7 separate regions of the Mus musculus genome follow, and all the other regions are linked to region 5. Evidence: chromatin contacts called from public HiChIP or PLAC-seq, capture Hi-C and promoter capture Hi-C data. All regions are on one chromosome and are shown on one strand. The core of a region is the stretch at or near the end of the contact, and the rest is flanking DNA. Distances in the headings are between cores, read along the strand shown. Region 1 holds the start of Scx (scleraxis). Region 2 holds the start of Cpsf1 (cleavage and polyadenylation specific factor 1). Region 3 holds the start of Tonsl (tonsoku-like, DNA repair protein). Region 4 holds the start of Lrrc14 (leucine rich repeat containing 14). Region 5 holds the start of Pycrl (pyrroline-5-carboxylate reductase-like). Region 6 holds the start of Ly6a (lymphocyte antigen 6 complex, locus A). Region 7 holds the start of Arhgap39 (Rho GTPase activating protein 39).

Region 1 (2,700 bases), core at 141-2,640, 540 kb after region 5:
AGCACCTGTCCCTGCCATGCTTGATCCTCTTCAAACCACCCAAGGGCAGAAGAGCCACTCAAGATCAGCCTCAAGTGCCCAGAAGCCAAGTGACCCAAAATCCGCCCTAGCCTTGGCCCCGATGTCTGACGTGGCGCGGCAGGGGTGCTATGCCCCTCCCCCAAGCCCTCGGAGGCGCCTGAGCTTTACCTTCACATTTTCCACTGAAGTGATGCCAACCCTAGCCTCCCCCCTCACTGGATTCCTTGGCCAAGGCTCTGGGCAGCCACAGACAGGGATGACCTCATCGCCTATGGGCTCCCTCCCCTGGCAAAAGCCTTAGGTACAAGTGGGTAGTTTACAAGGCAGGAACCATGGGAAGACCCCACCCCAACCTCAGGGAGACAAACCTGTTCTGCTCGGCAGGTGGTCAAGGACCCCCTTCCAGCACCACTGATCCTCCCCCTCCCATTTCAGTGGGCAGAGCAGCCACATTCCTGGACACACATTCCTGGTTTCAGCCCCTGCCAGCCACCACCACCCTCACTCCTCCCAGCCTGGGGACTGCTGCCCAGGCGGCCACTTCCTGCAACAGTAGCCACAGGGAGGAGGGGCCCAGACATAACTAGCACAGATGAGTGCCAGCAGCCCCTCAGCAAGACCCCTTGGGCCTCGTCCCACTGCACCTGTCCACACCAGCCCAGAAATGCCCCATGCTCTTGCTGTACGCTCTCCACCTTGAGGGCCACTTCCGAACTGGAGGGATGGAGAGGTGCCGATCTTAGCTCTTATCCACGTGTGCACTGGCTTTGAGAAGCCCCATGAAGCATACAGCAAGGATGGGGGTGGGGCCCCCAAGCAGGATGGGTCAAAGGGGTAAGATCTGGCACAAGGCACAGGCCATGGAGTCAAGTCATGCCAACCACACACACCCATTTCTAGACTGCTACTGCTGGAGTCACCCCCATGAGTGCACACACACACACACTCTCTCTCTCTCTCTCTCTCTCTCACATACACACACACACACACACACACACACACACACACACACACACACACACGGCCTGGCACAAAAGACCCAAGTGCACATGGAAGGAGAGTCAGACAGGGTGTGGCCAGGCACTCAGGGCCAGGGCAGCTGGGTGAACTTAGGCATGCCAGGAGAGAAAGCCTCTTGATTCTTGATTTATTCTCTTCTGCCCTGTAGAATGGGTGGGATGGGCACCATTGTCTTGGGGCACTAGTAGCACCCCAGAAACGCTCCAACCAGAAAGATGCTCGGGGGCCCTCTAGGCACGGCTATTAAAAGGGAAAAGGTGCACGCACGAGCTCTGAGTAAACTCCTCCAGGCCAGAAAGGGAGGCGGAGGCCAGGCGCGGGGGAGGAGCTGACTGCTATAAAGGCACTGCTCGGCTGGCGGCCCCACTCCAGTCCGAACACATGTGCCCGCCTCACCCGGCAGCCGCCACCGCGGGGCGCAGCGGAGACCCCTGGCCCGGCGGCCTGTGGGGACCTAAAGAGGCGGCATGAGCAGCGCACGGTGGAGCTGACGCCGCGCCCCCTGCCCGGCCCATGTCCTTCGCCATGCTGCGTTCAGCGCCGCCGCCGGGTCGCTACCTGTACCCTGAGGTGAGCCCGCTGTCGGAGGATGAGGACCGCGGAAGCGAGAGCTCGGGCTCCGACGAGAAACCCTGCCGTGTGCATGCTGCGCGCTGTGGCCTCCAGGGCGCCCGGCGGCGGGCAGGAGGACGGAGGGCCGCGGGTAGCGGGCCAGGACCCGGGGGGCGGCCAGGCCGCGAGCCCCGGCAGCGGCACACAGCGAATGCGCGCGAGCGGGACCGCACCAACAGCGTGAACACGGCCTTCACTGCGCTGCGCACACTCATCCCCACCGAGCCAGCGGACCGCAAGCTCTCCAAGATTGAGACGCTGCGCCTGGCCTCCAGCTACATTTCTCACCTGGGCAATGTGCTGCTGGTGGGTGAGGCCTGTGGCGACGGGCAACCATGCCACTCGGGACCCGCTTTCTTCCACAGCGGTCGTGCGGGCAGCCCACTGCCACCGCCGCCGCCGCCACCACCACTGGCCAGAGACGGCGGCGAGAACACCCAGCCCAAACAGATCTGCACCTTCTGCCTCAGCAACCAGAGAAAGTTGGTGAGCAGGGCTGGGAGCACCGAGGGGCCCCGATGTACTCACCAGCCCACACCTGCCAGGCAGAGAGGTGCAGGGCAGGGGCAGCATTCCCTAGCATCTACACCTGCCAACAAAGCTGTGCCCAAAGGAGGGAAGGGCACAGAGGAGCCATACCTTGGGACACAGACTCCCATTGGTAGTGGTCATAGGGACCTGCAAATACAGGATCAAGAAGTAATGCTGAGATGGGCCACCCAGAAGTTCCGGGAGGGAGGGCAGGCAGCAGGAACCTGGCAGGGCAGAGGGGCCTTACTTTCAGGCTCGTTTCCCATCAAGTTGAGAAGTGAAAGGAGGTGAATTCAAGAAGTAAGAAGTATATCTATACGCTTCCATCCAGAGGGGAACAATGTGAAACAGTGAGGCAGTCAAAGGGATGCCCCCACTAGGCTGATGTGCCACTACCCCTCCGCCCCCGCAGCCCACCTCCACCCCAAGGCTTATGGGCACCTGCTGCCTCTCCCCTGGTCTACTGAGACCTGCAGTAGAGGGGCTAGGGGAGAAGGCTGAACTGAGAGATGCTGG
Region 2 (2,700 bases), core at 111-2,610, 690 kb after region 5:
AGTGTGTTGTGGAGGCCCTGCCCTGTTACTTCTTACCCGTTCTTTCCCTTCCTTCCTCCTTCCCTTAGCCTCTACCACAAAAACTTAACTTTCCTTGAAACCCCTTTGCCTAACTCCCACATACTTCCCCCACACTTCCTTGTCTATTTAAAACACATCTTCTATGAAGGTGAGATTTCCCTGTCCAGTTCTGCCACCCCAGTAAACTGCATGTTGGCAGTAATGCACAGCCATCAAAAGCACTTGTTGCTCTTACAGAGGACCCACTTGATGGCACAACTATCCATAATGCTGACCTCCATGGACACCAAGAATGCATATGGTGTACATACATATATACAAGCAAACACAAATGAATATGAATAAGTCTAATTTTTTAAAAAAAGCATCTGCCTTCTTGGCTTTTTTGCTTTGTTTTTAGACAAGAGGTTCACTATGTAGCCCTAGATGGCTTGGAAATAGTTTAAACTGGAACACCCAGAAATCTGTCTGCTTCCACCTGGGATTAATGGATCGAACTGGGATTAAAGAGCCACGGAAATTGCCTTTTTTTTGGGGGGAGGGGGGGAGGGCTTCCTGAACCGCTTGCTGTCTCTCTAGCAACCAAAACACCCCCGTTATCAATGTACTGATGAATTCATTCCACATTACTACATCTACTGACAATAGTCTGTCCCCGAGAAACATCCAGCCTTGCTCCTTTAGGAAGAAACGTTCTTCCACAACAAATCTGCTCAATCTCAGAAAGAGCTCTGGTTGTTTTGTACAGAAACACCCAGTCTCCTTCATTGGGTCTTACTCCTAGAGAGACACTGTGGCCGTCTGTGTGTGGCAGTATTGACTTCCTAAAGAATCATCGCCCTCAAGGGTTCACTGGCTTGTCTTTGCTGCTAAGCTCGTGGAAGGTGTGCAACAATCTCCTGAAAATCGATCTCCAAAGAACAAGCAGTAGACCGCGGGCAGAGGTGTCCGGGCAGGGTAGGATGAGGCCAAACAACGAGGCAGCGATGAACTGGCTCTGGGGCCCAAAGACCCTTGGCAAACCTCAGCTCCTGCACTGGGGAACCTGCCGAATGACTGCGGCACTGCCTCGACACGGCCTACCTCGGCGTCGCGGTTCAGGCGGTACACATAGAGCTGCGAGGTGCCGGCCACCACGAGGTTGCGCTCACTGTTGTTGAAGAAGTTGCAGTACATGGTAAACTCCAGCCCGGTGGGCGGGTGCGCCTGCTTGTACACCGCGTACATGTCGCCGCCACTGTCACGCCGGAGCCGCCGACTCGGGGGACAGGGACGGCAGCGGACTCGGTCCGGCCGCGCGCGCCAACCCAGCCACCGGGTTCCGAAGTACTGCGCCTGCGCTTCCTGCCCGGACCGCCTTCTAAGAGGACCAGGTGGTTGAGAAGCAGGGTTCCGGGCCGCTTCGCATCTGCGCCTGCGCGCCGTGGCTGCGAGCGAAGAGCGGCCCCTAGTGGCCTAGCTTGATAAGAACTGACGAGCAAGCGTGGTGGCACATGCCTTTTATCCCAGCACTTGAGAGAGGCAGGCATATTTCTGAGTTCAAGGCCAGCCTGGTCTACAGAGTGAGTTCCAGGACAGCCAGGGCTACACAGAGAAACCCCGTCTCGAAAAAAAAAAACAAGAAAGAAAGAAAGAAAAAAAAAAAGGACTGATGAGCCTCGTCACAGAGCTGGAGGGTGCTGGACCTCTGCTTCCTTCTGTTCTGTACCCTTCAAGACTTGCCTCATTAGCTAAATCCCAGAAAATAAAACAAGGGTATATAGGCTTGGAAAAGGATACAGAAACATGCAATATCGCCACCCCACTCTGTAGATGAGGTGATGTGGTAGATCACCCCTGTATCACACTAAAGATCTCTTTTTAATTGACTCTAGCTGCATATGTATCAAAAGGTGGCCTAGTTGGCCATCACTGCAAAGAGAGGCCCATTGGACTTGCAAACTTTATATGCCCCAGTACAGGGGAACCCCAGGGCCAAAACGGGAGAGTGGGTGGGTAGTGGATTGGGGGGGTGGGTATGGCGGACTTTTGGGATAGCATTGAAAATGTAAACGAGGAAAATACCTAATAAAAATAAAATAAAATTTAAAAAAAAAGATCTCTTTTAAAAAGTATTTTGTTGGCTGGGCAGTGGTGGTGTAAGCCTTTAATCCCAACACTTGGGAGGCAGAGGCAGAGGCAGGCAGATTTCTGAGTTTGAGGCCAGCCTGGTCTACAAAGTGAGTTCCAGGACAGCCATGGTTATACAGAGAAAACTTTTCTTAAAAAAAAACAAAAACAAAAACAAAAAACAAAAACAAGCAAGCAAAAGAAATTATTTTTTTTTCTTTTTCTTGATTTTTGAGATGAGGTCTCAACTACATAGCCCTGGCTGTCCTGAAACTCTGTAGACCCAACTAGCCTCGAATTCAGAGTCTACCTCCCAAGCCCTGGGACGAAAGCTGCCCAGACATGCTGGCACATATATACATAATTTTTTAAATATTTATTTTATGTATATGATACACTATAGCTGTACAGATAGTTGTGAACCATCATGTGGTTGCTGGGAATTGAACCCAGAACCTCTGCTTACTCCAGCCCCAGAGATTTACTTATTATTATATGTAAGTACTCTGTAGCTGTCTTCAGACGCACCAGAAGATGGAGTCAGACCTCATTACGGATGGTTGTGAGCCA
Region 3 (2,700 bases), core at 46-2,545, 720 kb after region 5:
CCCCCACCCCCACCCCCAGGATATGGGGTTTTCAGGCACTCCTACCCTTTATCCCATCTCTTATTGAGTGAGCCAGGAGTCTGCTGCACGTAGAATATAGAGAAGGAGCAGGTGCCTGACAGGTTCAAGCCTGAAGAGCAACACAGGCCTTGGAAAGGGAGGGCCCAGAGGGAGCCTATGGGGAGAATCCAAGAAAGGGGACATACCCTCTAGTTTCTCATCCACAATAGCCAAGCTCTTCTCAAAGGCAGCTTGTGCCTGCAACAAGGAATCTCTTGATTGGCAGTGGTCATATATATCCAGATGGGTGCGGCCAATGGTGGCCCAGGCTCGCTGTAGTTCAGTGTGGTTGGACAGGGAACCAGCCAGATCCAGGTAGAGATGCTGGTGCTAATGTAGAAAGAAAAAGCATTTGACATGATCCGACTCCCAGCAACTCCAGCAGTCTGATACCAGAGGAAGCTACTCTTAGAAAAGAGACCCTTCTGTTTCCCAAATTTCGACAGAGTTGGGTATACCCATGTCCTATCTTTTCTATGCAAAGGACTGTCTATGGCAATGGCTGTTCTGCCCTGCAGCAGTGCTGTCATGGGAGACCACTAAGGGCTGCATGGAGTGTTGCTCTCAATAGCAGTGGGTCCTGAGCCTTCCTCATTCAGTTGTCACAAACCCATCCATTCCCCACCACCACCACCAAGAGGCAGGCAGCGCCCCAAGTAGACATAAGAAGGGTGTGACTGCCTGCCAAGTCAAAGGTCCCTGAATACTTATTTGCATACTAGCCCTCTCTCCTCAACAAGTGAAGGTCCTGTACCTTCAGAGCAGCAGAGTAATTCTCCATTTCAGCCAGCCGTTCTCCAATCTTGCGGTGGGCCACAGCGCAGCCTAGAGTGTCCTGGACGCTCTCTAGCAGATGTAGTTCCTGCTGGTGCTCCTCCAAAGCGTCCTTGAAGCGGCCTGCCGGAAGAGGGGCGTGTGCTCAAGGTGCGCCATCACCCAGCCAGTCCCCTGCCTCCAGCTAGTCCTCTCACCGCTCCGGCTCACCGTGGCTAGCCAGCAGCTCCCCCAGCTGGTGGCAGTAGGCCGCCTCCTCGCGCAGCTGTCCATTCCTCTGGGCCCTGGTCTTGGCCTTGCTCAGCTCTGCCGGAAGAGAGAATCGAGTCTAACCCAGGACCCGATCCACACCCTGCGTCCCGACATGCACTCCCCAAAATACTCACGGCGAAGCTCCTGTTCCAGGGTCATAGCCAGACAAGCCACCGCCGCCGCGAAAATCTGCACTTCCCGCGCTTCCCTGAGCCCACGCCCATTTTCTCACTCCACCCATAACACGCAAGGCCCACCCACTCTTCTGAGCGCATGCTTAACCCCGCCCCTTCGGTGGCCCAAGTGCGGTAGACTCCAGGCCTTCTGGGATTTGTAGTCCTACTGGCGCCATCAGGTGGCAGAAGGTCTGTTGGGTAGGATCTGGGCCTTCAAGGCTGCTGTCAGAGTACGGGCACCCAAGCAGGAAGTGCCCTTTCTGGTGAGTTACCAGGACTACAGACTGACCCTGCTCCCCTGAAATCTACCTGCCTTTTTTTTTTTTTTTTTTTTAGGATTAGACGGGCTTGGTGGCATACGCCTTTAATCCCAGCACTCAGGAGGCCAAGACAGGCAAATTTCTAAATTTGAGGCCATCCTGGTCTACAGAGCAAATTGCAAATTCCTGAAAAGCCAATGATGCACAGAGAGACAAAAAAAAAAAAAAAAAAAAAAAAAAAGGAGGGGGGTCTGGATAGATGGCTCAGTGGTTAAGAGCACCGACTGCTCTTCTGAAGGTCCTGAGTTCAGGTCCAAGCAACCACATGGTGGCTACAACCACCCGTGATGAGATCTGATGTGTGTGTGTCTGAAGACAGCTACAGTGTACTTGGATATAGTAAATAAATGAATCTTTAAGAAAAAAAGATTTTTTAAATTTCACGTATGTGTTTACCTATATATATATATGTGTGTGTGTGTGTGTGCACCTGCCGTGTGCCTAGTGTCTGAAGAGGCTGAAGAGGGCAACTTGAAGAGGAGTTACAGCTTGTTGTGAATCATCGTGTGGATGTTAGTTACCAAACTTAGGTCCTCTGCAAGTGTAGCTCTTAACTACCGAGCCAACTTTCCAGCTCCCAGCCTGCCTTTTTATTACAGGTATACTGTAGTGCTACCCCCATTTCCTCTAGACATTATTATTTTTAAAGATTTATTTATTTATTTATTTATTTATTGGTTTTTTTTTGAGACAGGATTTCTCTGTGTAGCCCTGGCTGTCCTGGAACTCACTCTGTAGACCAGGCTGTCCTTGAATTCAGAAATCTGCCTGCCTCTGCCTCCCAAGTGTTGGGATTGAAGGCACGCGCCACCACGGCCTGGCAGATTTATTTTTTATTCATATGAGTACACTATAGCTGTCTTCAGACACACAAGAGGGCATCAGACCCCATTACAGATGGTTGTGAGCCTTGCAGCCTCCCTGGGGACCAACGCCCTCATGGCCTCCTGGGAGCAGAACAGGGGCTACCCTGTTCCTCAGATGCATTTCTGCCCGTCTACCATTCTCTGGTTGCTGGGAATTGAACTCAGGACCTCTGGAAGAGAAGTCAGTGCTCTTAACCGCTGAGCCATCTCTCCAGCCCTCTTCTAGAAATTAAAGCACATATCACCTATTTA
Region 4 (2,700 bases), core at 116-2,615, 790 kb after region 5:
AAGCCCACAAGCACCCGGAACCTCTAGAAGATCTGAAACTCTGTTGTGACACCTCTCTAACCAACCAGGGTCTAGGGAAGTCAACCTCCGGCTGAGGGATGATCGGAGCTGCTGGAGCTGGCCCAGCCTCGGCCGGGGCTCAGGAACCCGAGGAAGTGCATCGTCAGCTTCGTCTGGACAGGGGGATTCAGTCTTTGAGCCTGGTGGCCTTGGGGCAGGAACTGTGGACAAGGATCTCTTCTGAAGCTGGAGTTTTCTGCTCTGGGTTGGTCCAGTCTAGAAAGACAGAACAGCAAATCGGAATTCAGGACCTGGGTTACTGCAGAAGTTTGGGACAGACAATAAGAGTGGAGATGCCTGAGCACCGTTAGGAACCTAGTCCCAGTTATTACAGGAGCGTACGTGCGTGCTATAAGGAAGGGTGGACATAGAAGGACCCTGGCAAACCACCCAAGGGCCAAAGGCAGTTCTGGGTTCACCTCCACGTCTTACCTGTGTTGTGTTTTTCAGATTGGCTTTGAGCCTCTTCCCATAGTCTTGTACAGAACTCAGTAGGCTCTGTTTTGGCATAGACTGCGTATTCTGCGTTGCAGCTCGACTCAGGTGGGGACCCCAGCAGCTTGGCTCCTGTGCCTGCAGTAGATAGTAGCAACCTAGACCAGTTTAAAAGATGGCATGGGCACAGAAGTGCCTCTAAAGCTTCCCCTAACCCCCATGGGAGGACCTGGCCACCCAACTTCTGTGCTCCATGGAGGCACGGCTGCAAAATGCTCTCGGTTCCTGCCATTTGGACCACAGACCGCTGAGAGTGGGATTCACTGATACCTCCTCAGCTGCCTCGGCAAGTGATTGCTCTAGGACACGATGTCTGTCGTCAGCCTGACGCACCGCCTGCTTTAGGTTACGGTACTCACGGTAGAGCGCTGGGAAGGCAGAAGTCGGCGGTCAGGGGCATACCCACTAACATTCGCCCTGTCCCTGGTCCACCAGCCCAGTGCTCACCGCGGGTCTCTTCAGGTGCCGCCTCCACATCCCCCTAGGAGAGAAGCTTGTCAGCAACAGGCTGCGCCAGGATCCCCCACTTGCCGCCCCTGTCCGGACCCTAACTCCACCTCACCTTCGCTGGCCGTCGCCCGTGCAGCCGTGCAAAAGCGCGTTCCCACTCCTGTAGCCGCGCGCGAACGGTCGCGAGCCGCTCCATGGCAGCCCGAACGTGAGTTTAGGGGAAATCTCCCGCCGCCACCGTAAAGTCCTGTCCTTAGCCAATGAGAGCGGCCGCCGGGCGGTGCTGCAGATGCTCTGAGCCCCCCGGGGAGGGGGCGGGCCTATGAGTTGTTGCGTCATCACAGCGCGCCCCGGCGCTGCGCGGAGCTGGGCGAGGCTTGCTGGGCGAGGAAGGGTTGCAGGCCTTGGTAGTCGGGGAGGCGGATGAGCGGGGGCCGCGGGGCTGGGATTCGAGTCGAGCTGAGAGTCAAGCAGCCGTTAGTGGTCAGGGCACTTGGACGGCAGGTTCGACGGGGACTGGCGCTTGAAGACCACGGCTGAGGCGGATTCTCGGGAGGTGCCGCCGGCGCGCGGGGATGGGCCGCAAGCGAAGGGAGACCTAGGGGCGGGCGAGGCCGGTCTCGGCCTGTGGCTCCAGGCTCGCCCGGGTCAGTTGATGTTCCGGGCTTTTTGTTTTCTCCAAGGATCCGAGCGTGCGCGTCTGTATGCCGCAGAGACCGCTGTGTCCTGTGTGCAGTAGCATCACCCAGAAGCAATCCTTGCTTGGAGGCCAGGCGGGCTGCCACCGGTTCCTCTTATGACAGGTGTTTGGTTGGCTTGTCCTGTCAGTTAGGCAGTCCTATTATCTTAAGCTAGAGCCAGATCAAGGACAGTCACGCGGGGTTCCCCAGGGACGCGTGCCTTAAGGACTCGTAGGAGATGTTAGAAGCAAGCAAACCCTGGGCTTCATCAGTCTTTCTGGTCCCCAGTCTTGTCCCTTGCTGCGGCTTTGCGTAAGGCCTAGGCCCTGGTTTTCCATTCTGTTGTGGGCTGAGGACTGTAGCATAGTTCTGAGGGTAAGGTGTTTTGCCCACAGGAAGTCTACTGACCCAGGATAGCAAGAATCATTCAGGCTCAGGATCTTTTGTATGTGGCTTCTCAGCTGGAACGCTTTAGCAGTTTTGGCTTGGATCGTTATGAATCTCGTGAATTTAAGACATGGTTTCTCAGTGAAGAGGAGGTACCCGAATAGGAGACAAGGACCACAGAGGGTGAGAGTTGCTCTTCCTCAGGGATTTCTCTGCCTAGTTATACCCTAGAAATCCGCTATCTCTGGAGTTCAAACTCAGGGCCTTGGTCTCAGATGCTGCACACCATCTGTTCACAGGATCCTTTAAAAAACAAAAACAAAAAAAAAACCCCAGAGCCTGGCACTCACTAAGCTGTGTTAGACTTCTTTAACTCCAAAGGCACATCTACGTGGAGGGTCAGGATGTTAGGCTACTGGCTCTGGAGGAATCCTCTGTTGTCAGTCTGGTGGGAAGAGAGGTCTGGGATTTACTTCACTTTAGAAAATATTTACTTTCCCTAGTCGTAGGAAAATACACCATGTGCATGTGAAAGCTTCAGGTCAAAAGGGGGCACCTGCATCAGTTCCATGTGGCTGTGACATACCATGTTGGTTCTGGAAACCAGGCTGGGGTCTTTTGCAAGATC
Region 5 (2,700 bases), core at 29-2,528:
TTGAAATACAACTGAAAGCAGAGAGCCAAAGGTCACCAACTTCCTCTACCCGCAATCTGTTCATAAAGTTTTCTAAATACTGTACAGCCGTGCTGGGCCAGTAAAACATCAGTTATATACACCAGCAGTCCTCAGCCCGGAAGAGTTTGCCTCTCTCCCCACCATACCCCTCAAGCTCCAGGTAGCAGACATTTGGAACTGGTGGAGAAACGTCAGTCTTCAAATTCAAGGTATTGTTGCCATAAAGAAATGACAAACCAGCGATAGCAGGCACTCTTCAGAGCACAGGGCCAATCCTCTTCCTCCCGAGTGTCCTCACAGCTGCCCACCTCTGAGAGTGGGGGCTGAGGAATGGGTAGCCTTTGGTTAAGCCAGAGGCTGAGGAGGAAGAGGCCAGGACGTCAGACATTTAACTTGGCATTAAGTCGGTTCAATCTAAGGCACGATTTGAGCCACATATGGAACTAGAAACTCGCAGCCACATTAAGGAGATAAAAAGTTAAAAGCGAGTCAGCGAGTGGCTCACACTTTTAATTCCAACACTCTGGGAGGCAGAAAAAGGTGGATCCCTGAGTTCAGGATCAGCCTGGTCTACCTGGGAGTTCCAGGCCAAATGAACCCTGTCTCGAAAAGAAAAGAAAAGAAAAGAAAAGAAAAGAAAAGAAAAGAAAAGAAAAGAAAAGAAAAGAAAAGAAAAGAAGAGAAGAGAAGAGAAGAGAAGAAGAGAAAAGAAAAGAAACAAGCAAACTCCACTACAAAGAAGTCACACGTGAAGTCAATCGTAATATTCTTTAATGCAATACATTTAAAGGAATATTCACCAATACAATCAATGTTAAATAAATGAACTGGTTTTTTTTGGTTTTTTTCCCCCACACCTCGCCTAACATGCCCACTCACCGGCCTGGGAAGGGACTGCGGACTCATCCAGCGATCCTGGAGGCCTTAATAGAGTCCTGATGTATGATTCTCACCCAGGAAACCAGCGAATTCACCCTACTGGCCCTTGGTGTACCACGTGCGCCCCTCCCGCCAAGGCTTACGAACTCCTCCCATTAGAACGAAAGCTCCCCCAGCCAGGCCTCGCCTCCCACCTGCTTGGATGAGGCCTCGGGCAATGGCCTCCGCCATGCGGCCTGCACCCACGAAGCCCACACGCCGAGGTTCAGACATTGTCGCCGCCATCCTGCTCTGAGCTGGCCTTCTCTCGTCCTTGCGGCAGCGGGTCCCGCCCACTAGAACTGCTTTGACCGACAGAAGCGACTGGGCGGGTTTGGGAGGACAGAGGGGCGGGGCGGGGCGGGGCGGGGCGGGCGCAGACACTTGGATTTTGACGCTTGAGGCGGGATTTCCCCCAAGCTTTGGTAAACCATTGGTCAGTGATTTTGCTGAGGGGAAAGAAGAGAAAGGAAGGGGAGCTAGTCCTAAGCAGGCTGTCTAATTCCTCCTGAGAAGCCTGAAGCTAGCTAGAGTCTCTCCAAAACCCTTACAGAGAGATTTAGAGGGGGAGAAAAACAAAAAAAACAAAAACCAAAAAACGCTTGAACCACTCCAGGATGGGCCTGGGGTGTAAGGTAGGTACTCCAAGCTCTTGCCTAGCTTGGGTGCCTTGGGTTCAGTCCTCGGAGTGGGTTCTGGTTCTCTACATTAAAAGCAGCACTAACCATCAGTCACTAATACACAGCACTTATTTTTTAATTTAAAAAAAACTTTTGAGTGCTTTAGTGTCTCACCAAAATAGTTATCTGTATTGAATTCCACATATAGTGACATTTAGTCACTTAGCTGGCTATATGTATAGTCATTTAGCTAAAGTGAGAGCAGAGGAAAGAAAAAGCAAGCAAATCAAGAAGCCCAAAACAGAAAAAAAGGCAGGTTTTCATGAGCAATCAGAAGCCTGGCTGTGGTGGCACACACCTTTGGTCTCAGTCCCAGGCAGGTGGAGCTCAAGTTTGAGGCCAGCCTGGTCTACAAAGCAAATTCCAGAACAGTCAAGGCCACAGAGAGAATCCCTGTCTAACTAACTAACTAACTAACTAACTAAATAAATAAATAAATAAAATGATCAGGATCCCAGCCTTCGTCTCATCCAAATTACCAATTCAAACAACCACCAGCATACAGGTGGTTTGTTGCTGTCTTGTTTTGAATGTGCATAATTAGGCAAACTAGAACACAGCACTTAGAAGGGCAGTGCATGCTGTCTTTGGACTGTGAGGTCCCACAGTAAAGATGGTCATCTCCTGCTTGCCACAATTGGGATGTGATGGCCAGTCCTTCCCTCTCTCTCACTGTGCGAGGTGAAGAGTTATAATTTCCTAATCTTTCCCCAGACCCCACCTGAAGCCTACAAGCACTAAGTCTGCCTGACATTAGATGGACACCTGTAAAACCAGGAGCTAAAAACTACAGCTAAATAAGGCTTTTCCTTCTTAGACATTAACTGTCTCAGGTAGCAACAGGGAACCTGCAGAATCCTCAATATGGAGACAAAAATCCATTCTATGGGGTGAGGGACATGAGTGTAAAGAACTTGTGTATTCTGGGCGGCACCCAGAAATGTTCAAGGCTGAGACTTGGCCTCAAGTCTGTCGGAAAGTGTATGCAGCTGTCTGGCCAGAGTGATCAAGGCACTCTGATTCTTAGGACAGGGTGCATTTCTTGACATAATGACACGTTTAACACTGACTGGTGGTCACT
Region 6 (2,700 bases), core at 45-2,544, 920 kb before region 5:
ACTGCTGTCTCAGCTACACAGCCCCACAGGAGACATGTGCACCCCAAGAGATATTAAAGAGACAGCCACCATATTGGGAAGATATAGATACCAAATGTCCGCTGAAGCAGTGAGTGGGTGTGTAAGTAGATGCTGGGGCCACCAAATAGAGAGGGCTCTTCTGACCTGTCCTACCCTACACCTGCAGAGCTGGCCCCTGGGTATTGGAGCATGACAAAGCACAGAACTTCCCAGAGTCAGCTTAAAGCTGAGGCTCACCATGAGGCTTCCTGCAATACACATGTAACTACAAGTATAGGCGTATCTTAGAGCTCAGAATTTCTTAGAGTACAGAAGGCATAGCATTTGGGTCTCATGTGGCATGGGCTGGGACATAAGGAAAAGTCAAAGTCCAGGCAATAAGGATTCCAAATCCATTGACTTGGCATCTGGGGAGAAAAAGAAGGCTCTTCCAGTTTGTGTGCACACAGGCCAGTGTCCTGATTGGGAGGCCAGTGCAGAAGGGTAGAGTCTAAGGACAGGCTGCTCTGGTGGCCAGGTTCTGTGGCAGAGATACTGAGCTCCACGTGTCCTTTTGGTATGTGGTGATGGTTGCAAGGCAGGTTCTGACAGGTTTACAGACCCAGTAAAGCACCCCACCACAGAAGGCTTCACCCACCACAAGCCCATTCCCAATCCCATGACCCCAGCACATCTCGGGTACTGGGCACACAATGGAAGTGTAGGTGTACCCACAACCCTGAGGCCCTTTTCCATCTCCATTGTATCCTTCTGCCCCTCTCTCATTTTCTACCTCACCTCTTTCTGCACACAGTAGGGCCACAAGAAGAATCAGCAAACAGGACTTTGTAGTGTGAGAAGTGTCCATCCTCAGAGAAGGGCTGCACAGATAAAACCTTGGAAGTTGGAGCCAATTAATAGACCCCCAATCACATCCCTGGGCTCTCACAGAGCTCAGGCATCCGATCTTCCCTCCCTCCAACCCTCCACACAGCTTTCCCTGAGGAATACATGTCTGCCTACTTCTCTCACCCACCACCCACCCAGCTCTTCCTTCCTAATCCCACACTCCCAACCCCAGCCCTATCCTGAGGGCTCTTCCCTTTGTCACCTAGCAGCTCCCTCCTCACACCAGTCCTTACTTCCTCTCAGACAAGGTTGCAGGCACAGTGGCAAGTTCTGTCAGATGTGGACTGAAGTACTTTAATTTCCTTCAGCTCCTCCCAGCTGGCATCCTGAAGAGGGAGGGGTTTCAGTACTTAACCTTTTCCAGGCCATCATGTTTATTGGTTAAGAGGTAGCAAGATTTGTTTGTGACCTGATCAAGCCAGATTTATAGCAGTTGGGGAGGAACCATGGTGCAGGAGAACTGAGAGGGCCGAGGGCCAGAGGCCACAGTTGACTTGTGCTTGCCAATTAGAAAGCAAGGGAAGAAGTCAAGTTGCTCAGCCCTTTACTAGTTTTTGTTTTGTTTAGCTTCGTGTTTTTTGTTTGTTTATTTTGGGTTTTTTTTTGACTTTTTTTTTTTTTTTTGAGACAAAGTTTCTCTGTGTAGCTTTGGCTGTCCTAGGACTTGCTCAGTAGAACAGGCTGGCTCCAACACACAGCTATCAAAGGGGTGCACAACAGCCGCTGATACTTCTGCCTCCACTACCTGGCTTTTTTCTGTGTCTAAATAGAAGGTATGGTTTGCAGTGGCTCAGAGCCAATGGCCCTCCTTCCTATAAGCAGGAAAACAATTTACAAATACTTAAAGACTGGCTCTGGTGAGCAAGCCCCCAGTAGGCTCTTGCATCCACAAAGTGAGAGTCCTGAGGCAAGAACTAACTGGCAACTGGGATGGAAGTTACCAAGCAGTGTCTGATGTGTTTGGGGATGTATGGGGCTGTGTGTGCTGGACAGAGGTAGAGACCTGAGCTGGAAATCATCCTGAGATGATACCACAGCAAATGAACAGCTGTGCTCACAGGACAACTGAGTCCCAAAATGGACCACAGCATCAGTGAAGCTGAGCGCACCCCACTTAAGCAGGGAAGGCTGCTTACACTCCATGGCCTCTGCCCGAGCACCACTAAAAACCCCTTCCTTCTTACCCTATAATATATCATATAAGCAAACAGTTTGCCTCCAACACCGCATAACCCAGCACAGTGGTAAGAGGAAGAGAGCAAGCAAGAAATGTTGTCTCTCTAATTCTGTCACATGCTGTGCTCGGTATTGGCTCATGCATGAAGAAGTGTATGTGAAAGAAAGAGCAGGAGACAGCAAGCCTCTGCAAACAAAGAAAAAGCGGCAAGGAAAGATCCAAGTGATAAACCCTGCCAATGTCACCACCCAATGAGGTTATGAGGCTTTTTTTCCCCCAGAGGATGGGTGAGGTCACTTACAGGAATATGCATAAATTCTGAGCAGCTTAGTCACCACCAAATCTCACCCCATCATAAAAGCAGTACACGGAGTCCCTCTTTCAGTAAATCCTCTGTATCCTCTATATTCTAGTATCTTCTGAGACCACTTGTGCTTGGCGGAGAACAGGAGGGAGTCATGGCTGGAACCCCAGGTGACAGTCCTCCCTTCTGAGTATAGAGAGTTCTGCCCATTATCACAGACCTATTGCTGTTTTGCTCTTCTGACTCTATTTATTGCCAGGGCTCCTGGGCCAACATTATCCCTACTCCAGGATGACAACGGGGCCATCAC
Region 7 (2,700 bases), core at 35-2,534, 900 kb after region 5:
ATTCCCTTCCCCCCACGTTCGTTGTAAAAAGGGGAGCAGGGACAAAACCACCTGCTGTTTACAGACTGCGCCCAGGACGCAGTGCTCAATTGCCCTCCCTAGCTCCCAAAGACAAACGTCCGTATTGTCTGCACCACGGGAGGAACTGAAGCCTTGCAACTGTACGTTTTTCTGCAGAGGTCACTGGAGGCCTGGCCAACCCGAACAACACTGAAGGGGGAGGGGGTCCAGCCGCATTTTTGCGGCTGAAGGTTGCGTAGCGCCCACAGCAGCTGCGGTGAGCAGCAGCATGGAACACACCCACAGCTGCCGCGCCCGAAGCGGGCAGCACGTTTTAAAATAAAGACAGCCTGCCTGGCCCGGGATGCACAGCCTGCCGGCTCGCAGCCCCCACCCACCCCACGCCTGCCAAACAGCAGGCGCCCAGGGAGTTCCAAGTCTGAAAGGCCGGGGAGAGGACCACCCGAGCCTGCCGCAGAGGCCCTGCCGCGAAGCCAGGGCGCACCACGCGCAAGCAAGCCACGACCCGACCCAGAGACGCCCACCGACTGCCGGGCATCGCGGACAAAGCCTAGCCCGCAAGATCCTCGTTCGGCAAGCACTATCTCTCACCACCCCCAAACGGACCGGAGCCCAGTGCACAGAAAGGGCACAAGCACACCACCGGCTCTGGGCCTGGACACAGAACGCACGCACACCTGTCCTCGGGCTGACTACACACACCTGTCTGCAGGCCGGGCACCCTCACATCTCACACCCACCATCAGGTCCACCCCAACCCCAACCACCTCAAGCAAAGGGCTCGCACACAACTATCTTGGCCAGGGACACACACGCACTCACGCCCATCCAAAGGCCGGGCACGCGTGCAGACCATGGCACCCTCACACCCACCACCCTCGGGCCCCTGCTCTTACGCAAACCCGCCTTCACACTCCCTGGCCCTTGGCCGCGGCGTCCTCCTGCGGACCCTCCCCTACCGGGTCACCTGGGGCCCCGATTTCTAGCACGACTGGACTGGGGGGCCTCCGCCTGGGCCAGGCCGTGGGGCCGCAGCGAGGCCTCTCCGCCATCTTCCCGGCCCGCGCCGCCCACCTCCCGCGCTCTCACCAGCCGGCCCTGCGCCCGGAGCGCCGCCACTGCCCCTCATCACCGACCGCACGCTGCGCCCCAGCTCCCGGCGGCTCCCGGCCGCCGTCGCCGCCGCAGCCAGCGCTTCACGTCCTGGGTCTCCGCCGCTGGTCCAGTGCGCTGCGGCCGCGCGTCCCCCGTCACCAAGCGCAACCCCCCGCCTCCGACTCCGCCCCCGCGAGGATGGTGGCGCCGCCAGGGGGCGCCGCCCGCGAGGCTGCAATGCGCCTGCGCCACCGCGCAGCCCCTCGGGAGCTCCGAGGGAGCCTTGCCTCTGTCGGAGGCCCCGCCCCCGATGCCGCGCTAGCCGGCCGTTCCGCTCTCACCTGTACCCGCCCACTTCTGGAGGTCTGGGTCACCTCAGGTGTGTCCTAACGTGGGTGTGGCGTGACTCTATTAGTTCTAGCCCTGCTGGGGTTCCTAAGCTTGAGATATACCTCTTCCTTGACTCTGGAAAGGTAGCTATTGTCTAAAATACTCTGCGTATTCCATGTTTGTAACTTCCCTTTATTATTTTCCTCCTTTTATTTCCTTGACTATTCTCGTAGTAACTCAGGCACAGCTTTAAATGTGCTCTCTTTTCTATTTTTTTTTTTTTTTTTGTAATGTGTATTGTGTGTGAAGCATGTGCACGCACGTGCCAACAGTGTCCGTGTGGAAATCGGAGGACAACTCCTTTCACCATGGGTTCTAATGACGGAACTCGCATCATCAGGCTTGCACAGAGAGCACCTCTACCCACTCCATGGCCCTTTTAACTTCTTATTAATTTTTTTTAAGAGAGAGAATTTCAGATGGCCCAGGCTGACCTTCAACTTCCCTATGTAGCGAAGGATGACTTTGAAACTCTAATCCCGTCTTCATCTCTCTTGTGCGAGGATTACAGGCACCATATCCGGTTTACACAGCTGAGGAGGTGAAACCCATTCTAGGAAAGCCCTTTACCTACTGAGCTACATCCTCAGCTGCCATTTGGGTTTTTTGTATTTGACGAGCTCTTGCTCTGTGTACCCGGGCTGGCCTCAAACTTAAAATCCGTCTTTAACACATTACAAGTGCGTTTGTCACCCTCCCAGACTTCGGAATATTCAGTGTTGTTGTTGTTGTTTTTGTTTGTTCATGTTTTCGTTTTTTGAGACAGGTTTCTCTGTGTAGCCCCGGCTGTCCTGTAACTCGATCAGTAGACCAGACTAGCCTCAAACTCAGAGCTATCTACCTGCCTCACTTTGCTAGTGCTGAAATTAAAGACGTGGGCCATTACTGCCCGACACCAGTTCTTTACTTTAAAAAGAAAAACACACACACACACACACAAAAAAAAAACCAAACTTTTTTTTTACCTTGGCTTGACAATTAAGAGTAAATACTGCTCTTCCTGAGGATTCAAGTTCAATTCCCAGCATCCATGTCAGGTGACTCAAAACCACCTATAATGCCTGACAGAGGTGGCACATGCCTTTAATCCCAGCACTTGGGAGGCAGAGGCAGGCGGATTTCTGAGTTCAAGGCCAGCCTGGTCTACAGAGTGAGTTCCAGGATAGCCAAGGCTATACAGAGAAACCCTGTCTC

The links. Promoter capture Hi-C pulls out the DNA fragments that hold promoters and counts their contacts. HiChIP or PLAC-seq counts read pairs in DNA pulled down with a chosen protein or histone mark. Capture Hi-C pulls out chosen DNA fragments and counts their contacts.
Region 1: a FOXA1 HiChIP or PLAC-seq map of pancreatic cancer cells shows a contact between it and region 5. The contact joins the promoter of Scx here to the promoter of Pycrl in region 5. A contact is called at or near these places in 2 of 115 datasets of contacts at active chromatin or transcription factors (pancreatic cancer cells and pro-B cells) and 1 of 9 other capture datasets (liver).
Region 2: a contact with region 5 is called in a capture Hi-C map of macrophages, with 2.7 times the contacts expected there. The contact joins the promoter of Cpsf1 here to the promoter of Pycrl in region 5. A contact is called at or near these places in 2 of 39 promoter capture datasets (embryonic stem cells and liver) and 2 of 9 other capture datasets (macrophages and pancreatic islet).
Region 3: a capture Hi-C map of macrophages shows a contact between it and region 5, with 6 times the contacts expected there. The contact joins the promoter of Tonsl here to the promoter of Pycrl in region 5. A contact is called at or near these places in 1 of 39 promoter capture datasets (pre-B cells), 2 of 484 Hi-C or Micro-C datasets (both in embryonic stem cells), 2 of 115 datasets of contacts at active chromatin or transcription factors (embryonic stem cells and pancreatic cancer cells) and 2 of 9 other capture datasets (liver and macrophages).
Region 4: a contact with region 5 is called in an H3K27ac HiChIP or PLAC-seq map of double positive thymocytes, with 7 times the contacts expected there. The contact joins the promoter of Lrrc14 here to the promoter of Pycrl in region 5. A contact is called at or near these places in 4 of 39 promoter capture datasets (the C10 cell line, liver and pre-B cells), 1 of 484 Hi-C or Micro-C datasets (double positive thymocytes), 2 of 115 datasets of contacts at active chromatin or transcription factors (bone marrow-derived macrophages and double positive thymocytes) and 1 of 9 other capture datasets (liver).
Region 6: a FOXA1 HiChIP or PLAC-seq map of pancreatic cancer cells shows a contact between it and region 5. The contact joins the promoter of Ly6a here to the promoter of Pycrl in region 5. A contact is called at or near these places in 1 of 39 promoter capture datasets (hippocampal neurons) and 1 of 115 datasets of contacts at active chromatin or transcription factors (pancreatic cancer cells).
Region 7: a contact with region 5 is called in a promoter capture Hi-C map of erythroid cells, with 6 times the contacts expected there. The contact joins the promoter of Arhgap39 here to the promoter of Pycrl in region 5. A contact is called at or near these places in 1 of 39 promoter capture datasets (erythroid cells), 1 of 484 Hi-C or Micro-C datasets (B cells) and 1 of 115 datasets of contacts at active chromatin or transcription factors (bone marrow-derived macrophages).

What each region holds. Positions count from the first base shown.
Region 1 is chr15:76,456,048-76,458,747 of GRCm38.p6, forward strand. Scx (scleraxis) reads left to right here and starts at 1,391. Exons shown (of 2, transcript NM_198885.3): 1 at 1,391-2,139. The coding sequence starts at 1,555. All of the region lies in intron 3 of Bop1 (block of proliferation 1), which reads right to left.
Region 2 is chr15:76,606,231-76,608,930 of GRCm38.p6, forward strand. It overlaps Cpsf1 (cleavage and polyadenylation specific factor 1), which reads right to left and starts at 1,361. Exons shown (of 37, transcript NM_053193.2): 1 at 1,105-1,361. The coding sequence starts at 1,248.
Region 3 is chr15:76,638,634-76,641,333 of GRCm38.p6, forward strand. Tonsl (tonsoku-like, DNA repair protein) reads right to left here and starts at 1,296. Exons shown (of 26, transcript NM_183091.3): 1 at 1,221-1,296; 2 at 1,045-1,140; 3 at 815-957; 4 at 207-390. The coding sequence starts at 1,245.
Region 4 is chr15:76,709,276-76,711,975 of GRCm38.p6, forward strand. Lrrc14 (leucine rich repeat containing 14) reads left to right here and starts at 1,366. Exons shown (of 4, transcript NM_001358891.1): 1 at 1,366-1,652. Recql4 (RecQ protein-like 4) reads right to left here and starts at 1,284. Exons shown (of 22, transcript NM_058214.3): 1 at 1,118-1,284; 2 at 1,003-1,036; 3 at 826-923; 4 at 493-633; 5 at 1-276. The coding sequence starts at 1,201.
Region 5 is chr15:75,920,282-75,922,981 of GRCm38.p6, forward strand. Pycrl (pyrroline-5-carboxylate reductase-like) reads right to left here and starts at 1,279. Exons shown (of 6, transcript NM_025412.2): 1 at 1,095-1,279. The coding sequence starts at 1,185.
Region 6 is chr15:74,996,737-74,999,436 of GRCm38.p6, forward strand. Ly6a (lymphocyte antigen 6 complex, locus A) reads right to left here and starts at 1,295. Exons shown (of 4, transcript NM_001271419.1): 1 at 1,143-1,295; 2 at 799-881. The coding sequence starts at 868. The region is part of intron 1 of Gm28068 (a long non-coding RNA gene); the gene reads left to right.
Region 7 is chr15:76,816,882-76,819,581 of GRCm38.p6, forward strand. Arhgap39 (Rho GTPase activating protein 39) reads right to left here and starts at 1,285. Exons shown (of 12, transcript NM_001168288.2): 1 at 1,111-1,285.